2 separate regions of the Mus musculus genome follow, and region 1 is linked to region 2. Evidence: chromatin contacts called from public HiCAR-type data. All regions are on one chromosome and are shown on one strand. Each heading gives the region's core, a stretch centred on a gene start, on an enhancer-like site or on the middle of the called end of the contact. The rest is flanking DNA. Distances are from core to core; before and after follow the strand shown.

Evidence for each region. HiCAR-type assays count read pairs that join an accessible place to other places.
Region 1: a HiCAR-type map of astrocytes shows a contact between it and region 2, with 4 times the contacts expected there. The contact joins the promoter of Zcwpw2 here to the promoter of Stt3b in region 2. A contact is called at or near these places in 4 of 39 promoter capture datasets (erythroid cells, hippocampal neurons, liver and 1 more), 3 of 484 Hi-C or Micro-C datasets (embryonic stem cells, erythroblasts and muscle stem cells), 2 of 115 datasets of contacts at active chromatin or transcription factors (astrocytes and large pre-B cells) and 1 of 9 other capture datasets (liver).

The regions. Positions count from the first base shown.
Region 1 is chr9:118,038,145-118,042,851 of GRCm38.p6, reverse strand. It overlaps Zcwpw2 (zinc finger, CW type with PWWP domain 2), which reads left to right and starts at 1,993. Exons shown (of 9, transcript NM_001378466.1): 1 at 1,993-2,633. It overlaps Azi2 (5-azacytidine induced gene 2), which reads right to left and starts at 2,330. Exons shown (of 8, transcript NM_013727.4): 1 at 1,894-2,330.
Region 2 is chr9:115,309,175-115,313,972 of GRCm38.p6, reverse strand. Stt3b (STT3, subunit of the oligosaccharyltransferase complex, homolog B (S. cerevisiae)) reads left to right here and starts at 3,505. Exons shown (of 16, transcript NM_024222.3): 1 at 3,505-4,221. The coding sequence starts at 3,917.

The DNA of each region.
Region 1 (4,707 bases), core at 744-3,243, 2.7 Mb before region 2:
AAAAGTGAATGCGTTTGTCTGTAATCACACCTGGGCACTCCCTGAAGTGAGTCTTGTTTACAATTTCCACTGGCTTTCTATCTCTGAAAAGCCAGGATATCCAAGAACCTACTTCATACGGGTCAGTTAAGAAACAGTGGAGAAAAAAAGAACAAATCTTACGGAGAACGAATAAATTACAAGATATTCCTTTTCTTTTGTCACTTTAAATAATTAGGGGCAGGAATGGCTTTTGCTTCTCTAAGAGGGATTCTGAAGTGCCCCTTTTTAATGACGCCAGCACTTAAACATATGTGCCTTAGTAGCTTAATGCTTTGCAGTTTATTAAGTGTCCAAAAACAATATCAGATATATAATATGAAAAATGGCAGCTTTCATTTTTATGATCCTGACTCACTGAATGCAGTAAGCCCAGAGATTAGTTTTTACGGCCAAGCAATCCAAGGGCAGCCTTCTTTCCACTCCTTATCTAAAATAATGTATTTCAATGCAACTAAACACCTACATAAATGCTGTTAATAATTATTTCCTGACAATAAAACAACTTCAATTCAGAATGTGGCATTAAAGTTATATTCATCCTATTCAGCTTTTTTTAAAAATCATATTATTTCCCTCAGTAAGCATGGCATGCTCTGGTACCATTACCGAAGCACTTCTGCTAGAGGCACTTATATGCTAGAAACTGTGCTCCCCCCCCCCCCCCTTTTTTTTTTCTTGAAGATGTCTCACTTTGTAGCACTGGCTAGACTGCAACTCAAGACTCCCCAGTGCTGGGATTATTAAAAAAGCATGTGCTACCACCCCCTGACTTGTTCTTAAGAATTCATTAAATCAATGTAAAAAAGCACTAAGATGGGTAAGCACTCTTCAATTTACAGATGAAGTAATTAAACATACAAATTAAGTTGTCAACTTCAGAGCCAGCCTAGCTCTTAGAAATTATAACTGGGTGCCTTGGAGGGTAAGCAAGCCCTGGACTTCAGAAAAGGGGGAAGGAGAAAGTCAGAGTAAGCAGCCTTCTCCTCAAGAGAGGAAGTGGAAAACTCGATGCTTACACATCTGGGCTATCCATCTAATCCACTGGCATTCCCACGACAGCAAGCTGCCTTTTAGACATCAATGAATCTCTCGCATTTACATGAAAACGTCCATTTACAAACCTAGAGCATTCAACACTCTGTAGCCATTCAGCGAATAATTCCAATTGTTTTCCATTTAAGACGATGGAGTGATCACTACAGACAGGGTAAGGAGAACATTTTTTGAGAACTAGAAATGAAACTGTTTTAAGATTTTGTTCAATCCAACTTAAAATTCAAACGGGGGTGGGGTGGCTCTTCTGTACTTAAGGATTAGAGGTCAATTTCAGTCTCAGTATGTCAATGTTTTTGATCATCACATGGTATTTCTGATTTCTAGTAGCTTCCATGGGTATTTTATCTCTCTTTCTGAGTATTCCGAGTTCCTTGCGAGGAGGACCACTGTTAGCCTGCCTTGCAACCCAGCCGGAAAACGGGACTGAAACATGCAAGTTAGACTGATGGTCACTCCCAGACGCCACCGGCACTACCCACGTCCCTCTTTCCCTCTCCGATATAAATGCCACCCCAGTGCAGGAAATAAAACTGAAAGCGTTCCCAGCGAGTCAAGAGCACGGACCGAACTTGAGCAATCCCCGAGCGGGAAGGCAAAAAAAAAAAAAAAAAAAAAAAAAAAAAGCCCGTGGAAGCGGGGCTGTGGGATGGCAGGGACCAGGGATGCTAGACTGGGCCGCTCTGAACAGCAGAAGGGCGCCGGGGACAGAAAGCGAAGTGCGTCTGGCCAGGCGACAGCCACCAGGCCCCTCCTGGCTGTCTCCACCGTCCGGGCGAGCGCGAGCGATCCACTCACCCTGAACCCTGGCTACGTAGGGCGGTCCCCAAGGCCACCGGGTTTCGCTTCCCCAGTGTTTGGAAGCCGGCTGAAAACAAACCGGGTCGCCAGGGGTCACCACGGGCTTCCGGTTTCCTCGAAGACGCCACCGCTTCCCCCGTCAAGGTGGCCGTCACAGGTGCACCGAGGGAGTCCCATGTCTTCCGCCGCGGCTCCCGCAGTCAGGGGCCCTGGAGGTCACAGAGGAACCGAGCAGGGGCGGCCCGGGGCCGCCGGAACAGGCCCGTTACCCAGCAGCACGCGCGTCAACTCCGGGGTCGCCGGCGCCCGCTGCCCCGCTCAGGGGCGGCGAGGCCTAGAGGGTTCTAGAAGGGTCTACGAACGCCCCGCCGCCCACAAAGGTGTCGCCGCTGCGCACAGGCTGGGTGCCAGCGCAGCGCGACGAAACCGGAAGCCGGACCTGAAGACTATATAGGGTGCCGCTAAGTGGCGCTCTAGCGGGGCGGGGCGTACTACAGGTCCCATGAGCCTCTGCGGTAGGGCAGAGGCGCACTACGAGTCCCGTGAGCCTCCGCGGCGGGGCGTACGTACTACCAGTCCCAGTGGTCCCCGCGGCGGGTGAGGTGTCGCGCCCAGCCGCGGGGAGGCGGAGTGGAGCTGAGACAGCGTCGCAGGCTGGCTGCTGTTGGGCTGAGGCGCGCGTTCAGGGCGCCCTCTAGCGCGTCCTTTCCACTCAGCGGCAACTGGGATTCCGTGAGGTGGGTCCGTGCTGCTCAGCTCAGAGGCGCCTGTCACCGTGGTGCTAACCCGAGAGCTGATGCGTGTCTGGGGCCCCTGGAATCCACGCAGGCCCCGTGTTTCGGGTCGCGTGGCGGTCTCCTTGGGTATCTTTTGAAGCAAGGTCGCTCACTGACTTCATGGGGGTTCCGGGATGCTCTTCTGTGTAGCAGGAGAAAAGGAGCCCATGGCCAACTCTTGACTTGTTCTGGCTCTTAGAGTTGTCTCCTCTCTCGGTTATTTCTAGGTGATAATCCTCCGGGTTTGTTTGTTTGTTTGTTTGTTTGTTTTTTGAGGCAGAGTCTTATGCATCCCAGAATGGCCACAAACACACTTGTTTCCACCACCGGGTGAAGAATTTTAGTCATCTATAATTCTCTCTGTCTGTAGTTTGTTAAATCTTCATATTTTTGTACGTTTGTTTTTTAATTTTAAATTTGCGGCAGGGCCTCAAGTAGCCCAGGCTACCCTCAAAGTCTTGAATTTTTTTTTCTCTGACCTCCTGCTTCTGACTCCAAGGTTTTGGGTTTATACATTACCAAGCAATGCGGTGCTGGAGGTTGAACCCGAAGCCTTGTGCATGCTAGAACATTGAACTGTATGGTGAGGCATAGACAAATTAATTGCAATCTTAGGGGGTCACAGACAGAAAAAGGAGCACAAGTTCTAGATTATTTCTGGTTAAGTAATGTGAGAGTCATAGTTATAGTTAATATTTATTTATTGACAACTAAGAACGCTCATGTTTCTTGGCACTATATTATTTTGTCAACTGAAAACTTAAATTCTGTCAGTGTTCTGTGGAAGGTTTTTGAGTATATAGTTTTTGCCTATGGGTAGATAATTTTTTCACTGGAGTATATTTGGTTTTGAACAATCAAAAAATATGGACCTTGATATAAGTTACGACTATGGCTCAGCTCTCTTAGGGGCAAATATTTATTTTTAGGGTTAGTACAGGTATTATTTTGATAATACCTTGTTTGAGCAATGAAAACCTTTTTGTTTTTCATTGTTTTTAATGTGTGTTATGCTTTGCTGGCATGTGTGTGTGTGTGTGTGTGTGTGTGTGCATGTGCATGTGCATGCAGTGCCCATGACAGCCAGAAGAGTTGTATTCCCTGGATCAAGAGTTGACAGAAGTTTTGAGCCTCCATGTAGGTGGTGAGAATTGAACCTAGGTCCTTTAGAAGAGCAGGCAGTGCCCTTAACCACTGAGCCTCTCTCTAGCCCAACTTTATTTTTTTAAAGTGTGGTATCTGAAGAATACTGTAGTGAAACAATAACAACATATTTTTAGAGGAATAAAGTTTTAAGTGAGTTTGTAGATTTAAATTGTATACTGAAATTTCACCATACCACTCTATAAATCATTTTTCTGTAGTTTATTCTATGTTGTAAGTACTGTATCCTTAACATAATTAAAGTGTCAGAATTGCTGAGTTGTAATAGCAGAGTTTTTTCATGTTAATACCATCTTCAATGGCATTTAATTAGCGTTGTTTTAGAGGCATTTTCTCTACATGTCATGTGTACAGGCTAAGTTCTTTAGGGAGGGGATGGGTTTTTTTTGTTTGTTTGTTTGTTCTTTTTTCTTTCTTTCTTTCTTTCTTCTTCTTCTTCTTCTTCTTCTTCTTCTTCTTCTTCTTCTTCTTCTTCTTCTTCCTCTTCCTCTTCCTCTTCCTCTTCCTCCTCTTCTTCCTCCTCCTCCTCCTCCTGTTCTTCTTCTTCTTCTTTTTTGTTTTTTTTTTTGAGACATGGTTTCTCTGTGTAGCCCTGGCTGTCCTGGAACTCACTCTGTAGACCAGGCTGACCTCGAACTCAGAAATCCACCTGCCTCTGCCTCCCAAGTGCTGAGATTAAAGGTGTGCGCCACCACTGCCTGGCAGGAAGTGGATGTTTTTAATAAAAAAATATCTACTACTAAAACAGTTTTAAAATACTGCCAAAAGTAGAAAACTTGGTACATAACAAAACTTGATGTATAAGTTAGCTTTATCATTGCTATAGCAAAAACCAAACCAAACCAAACCAAAAACCTTGACAAAAGTAATT
Region 2 (4,798 bases), core at 2,256-4,755:
GCTGTTGACTGGCCTCAGGTCCTGTGAGTTGCTGGCTAGAGACAATAGTTCCCTGTCACACAGTGCTTCTTGTGTATACGTGTATGTACAGGTGTTGGGGGAAATGCAGGTTTTATTTGATGCAAGCGCTCTCTGGGAGGAGGAAACAGAAACATTCAGACAGGCTTGGGTCATGGGAGATTCTTGTCCTGATCATCAGGAAGTTGAGCTGCTTTACCATCTGCCTGCCTAAGGCAGTAGTGGTACTGACAGTACTAATAACCAACACAGAGTGACCGCTCCCCTTCGCACCAAGCACTGGGTCAAGTTCTTTCATGGGCTCATTCTTACTTTCTGAACAGAACCCTTCTAGGAAGGAACAGTCCATAAACACTGAAACATGAAGGTGAAGTGACTCACCAAACAGACCTGAGGAGAACGGAGTTAGGATGGTGCCTGGTGGTAGCTTTAGATCCATCTTACACCATGGTCTCCTAGCTGGAGATTTAAGCTGGGGCAAGCTTGTGATCAGGTTTTTCCCACTCTGCTTTGCTCTCTCCAGCCCTGGACACTTTTCCTGGTCTGACTTGGTCCTCTGTACCTTTGGTGCCAGACTTCTGCAAAGTAGTCTATGGTCTTTCCTTCCAGCTGTGTGAGTGCGATGTCCGATCCAACCACTAAACTTGCTAAGGAAACAGGCGAGATTCTGCTTACTAAGATGAAGGTTCACTTTTCAGCTCAACAAGGCTGTGACAGGCACTTAAGAACCAGGGAGTTCATGTATACGGTGGCTCACACACAGAAGCACCCTGAACAGACTAGAAGCCATTTTCTTTCTTTATCGAAAAGCTGTAAATCTGGAGCATGCGCTCTCCGACCATTTCTAAGGTCTGAGAGTAAACTTGAGGACTCTCGGATCATCTACAGATGTGCTCTTACTGATCGCCTCTCAAAACAAATATTACAGTCCCTGGAGTCTTCTTAAAGCACACACCGGATCACGTGACTCATCTTAAACACACTCTACATCCAACTTCAAATCCTCCCAACACTCTCAAGTTAAAGCAATGTACAGTGTCCCTCTCAGCATGACCTCTCCCAGTCCGCGCTACGATCCGATCTGCGTGGTGGCTGTACCAGTCTTTTCTTGAGTCCCTTGCGTTCCTCTTTCTAGCACTGCAGGGTCTTTCCTTCTCTTTCTTTTCTTCCTCTGAGCCATCCTTTCTGCGGTTCTGCTTCCTCGGGTAACGCTCCCATCCGGTTGTCCATCAGTCTTCCCTGGACTGCTCCTCCAGTGTTTGCCACAGTTTACACAGCAGGCGTACCTGGAGCTGACTGACGTGGGTGGGAGGACAGGACCACTGCTCTCCAGTTCCCCGCTAGAGTACGTCCTCATGCTTTCCCACGGGCTCCTTCTTTGTCCTTGTCCACATCATGACCCTGAGTTTCCTTATGTTTCTGAACCGTGTTCCGCAGTGTTCTCAGATAAACTCACTTTATATTAAGGAGCCACGCAAGTATGAAGACTTCAGTTTGAATTCCCAGAACCATAAAAGGCTGGCTATGACCGCAGGTGCCTATAATCCCAACGCCCTGAGGCAGTGGTTCTCAACCTTCCTAATGCTGTGACCCTTTAATACAACTCCTTGTGTTGTGGTGACCCCCGATTATAAAAATTATTTCTGTTGCTACATCATAAGTGCCATTTTGCTACTGTCATGAGTCACCATGGAAATACTTTTGGAGATAGAAGTTTGACACAAGGATCAAGACCCACAGGTTGAGACAGGAGGCTAACCTGGTGTGTCAAAAGGACCAACATCTGAGCATGTAATTTGACCTCCACATGCTATGCCTTAGTACATGTATGCCCACTCTCACACACAAAGATGAAGGGATGGTCCCACACAGGTGACTTGTGTTTTATAATTTATTGTTAATTGTTTCTACTCCCCTTCACATGGGGCCTCCCGCGATTAAACAGCCAAGAGGAAGAAGACAGAGAAACTCATCAGGGAACATCTGCAACACCAGAGACACCCAAAATGTCTAAAATGAGAGTCGTCAGATAAATTCTGTTATTTTAGATTAATAGAACATTGGCTCATGAAACATGGGCAAAAATAAACGCTGCCATTTTAATGTGCACTTTTCTGAGAAAGGCCATGTCACCTCTTTGTTCTAAGGGATTGGTTAATATTCCACTATGAATCTCATTAAAATTTACATGTTTAATAAATGTTGGATATTAAAATGGTGGTGAGGAGGTCTATTTATGGAAGCTGTTCATTTTCCCTGATGAGAGTCTATTTATTTTTATAAGGAAACCGGCAAAGTTAATCACCAGGTTGGGAGTGGCTGAGCCTATTAGTTAGGTACATTTGTTCATTTACCTAACCTTTGACAATGAGCAACGGAACATAATTTTATTTTGCAAATTTACAGGACTTAATCTTTACACACATTTTAAAGATTCTGGTGTTCCCTAACAAGATGGACAGTTGTGAATGTACACGAGAAACCAGTGAAATATTAGCCGGCCCTTGTTTCTACATTAACCTCTGTACCTGCCAAGAGGGCTTCTAACACTGCAATGACCCTCCGGATCTTTAGTTCTGACTTTTGTCCTTTTGGGGATGGGCGGAGCTAGTTGTGGAGGAAGGAGAAGGTACAAGCAAACTGCCCCAGACAAGGAAAAGTTCCTACGTTTCAGTTGGCTAGAGTGAAAATTGGGCAATAGCTAATACAGTCCAGGAAAAGTTAATTTGGTGACGGAACGTAGGCAGGTGTAAATAATGAATTCTTGCAGTCAAAAGATTGAGCTGCAAAAAAAAAAAAAAAAAAAAAAAGTCCTGGAGAACACAGCAAAAAGAATGTGACATTTATGTGTGTGTCCGCCTGGCTACATCTTACTGCAGCTCGGACGACATCTGCCCACTCCAAGTTTTCAGAGCAGCAGGGCGGGGACAGAGAATGTAGCGACCCAGCCACTCACTCTGGCACGTTCAGCACAGCGGCTGGACCCACGCGCCTAGGGCCCCGCACCGCGCCTGCGCGCCCCGTCACGTGGCGGGCGCCCCGCGCTGAGCGGGTTAAAAGTCACGGCCGCCGAGCACCCGGCCAAGCCGTGCTCTCTGTTCCTTCGGTCGACTGGGACGTGGGACCTTCTGCTGCTCGAGTCGGAATCCGCGCGGGGAAGCGAGCCGAACCTCCTGGTGCCCTTCCCCAGGGCCCCGAACGGGCTCGCGCGCGAAACCGCGTCTTTCAACTGACAATGAAATCGTAGCCACGGCCGGCGGCGAATAGGCGGGAGGCCGCGAGGCGGAGGGGGTGGAGGGCCATTCAGCCGAAGCCCCGCCCAAGGCCCCGCTCGCGCTCCTATTGGCGCACGCCGCCATTCCGGCCCCGCCCCTTAACGGACCTGTCGCTCTGTGACAGGCGGAGGGGCCAGTTCCTGTTGGGCGAGGGGGCGGAGTCAAAGGTTGCCTGAGCTCCGCCCGGACTCCAGGGGGCTCCTCCCCTTTTGTGCTCCTCGCGGCTGGGCGGGCGGGGGAATGTCATTGCCGCTCCGAGCCGCCGCTCCTCTGGCGCCCTCGTCCCGTCGGCTCTCGCCGCCACCGCCGCCTCCTCAGCCGCACGGGGGACACGGATGGCTAGTGGGGCGCAGGGGCCTTTTGGGTTGAGACCGCGACGGTCGCGGCCACTGTTGAGGCGGAGACTTCGGATCGCTGCCGCCTCCACCACCCCCAGTGTCCCGGCCTCGCGGTGCTGAGGGCGGGAGCGCGCCCAGCTCTTCCTCCGCCTCCGCCTCCTCCTCCTCCTCGTTGTCGTCGCCGTCGCCCTCCTCCTCCTCCTCTGGGTCTCCGCCCAGCACCCCTCGCTCCAGGCGGCGGCGGTGGCCGCGGAGGACGAGCGAGACCCGCCGCCGGGGCACAACATGGCGGAGCCCTCGGCCCCGGAGAGCAAGCACAAGTCGTCCCTCAACTCGTCCCCGTGGAGCGGCCTCATGGCTCTGGGGAACAGCCGCCACGGGCACCATGGGCCCGGAACCCAGAGCGCGTCCAGGGCGGCGGCGCCGAAGCCGGGGCCCCCCGCGGGGCTGTCCGGGGGCTTGTCGCAGCCGGCCGGGTGGCAGTCGTTGCTCTCCTTCACCATCCTCTTCCTGGCCTGGCTGGCCGGCTTCAGCTCGCGCCTCTTCGCCGTCATCCGCTTCGAGAGCATCATCCACGAGTTCGACCCGTGGTGAGTGTGCCCGCCCTTCCCCCGCAGGCAGCCCGCGGTCCCCGTTTGTCTGGAGCCCCTCGGATCCCACCCGGTCTCCCGCGGGCCGGGCCGGGCGCGCCCCCTGCCCGCTTGGCGAAGTTTGCCTGGGAGCGGAGCCTGGGTCCTCGGCCGCCGGGGTGGGCCGGCTCCGCGCGGCGCCTCTTCGCCGCCGCGCCCCGGCTTGCTCCGGGGGCCCCCTTCCCCACGCCCTCTCCGCCGCAGCTTTGCGCCTTGTTGCATTTTATTTCATTTCTCTCCTTCCTGCCATCGGAGCAGCCCCGGGATTGCCTTCTGGCTGCTGGTGGTGACTGGAACCCCTTGTCCGCTCAGCCTCGCAGTTTCATGCTTTCTTTCCGGGAGAGTGGAGTGTTAGAATGTAGGGGGGGAAAATATTATCCCGAAAGCGAGCGCAGTGGTAGCGCCTCGTGTTTTTCCAGCACCAGGTATTTTCCGGAGTGTCTCTTTCCCCCCTAAGGCCCTTAAGTGCTCTCAGCTCGCCACACTATTTGCACAGTTGTATTGCGTTGCTTTTTAGAGCGAGATCGTTTTTCTGTTA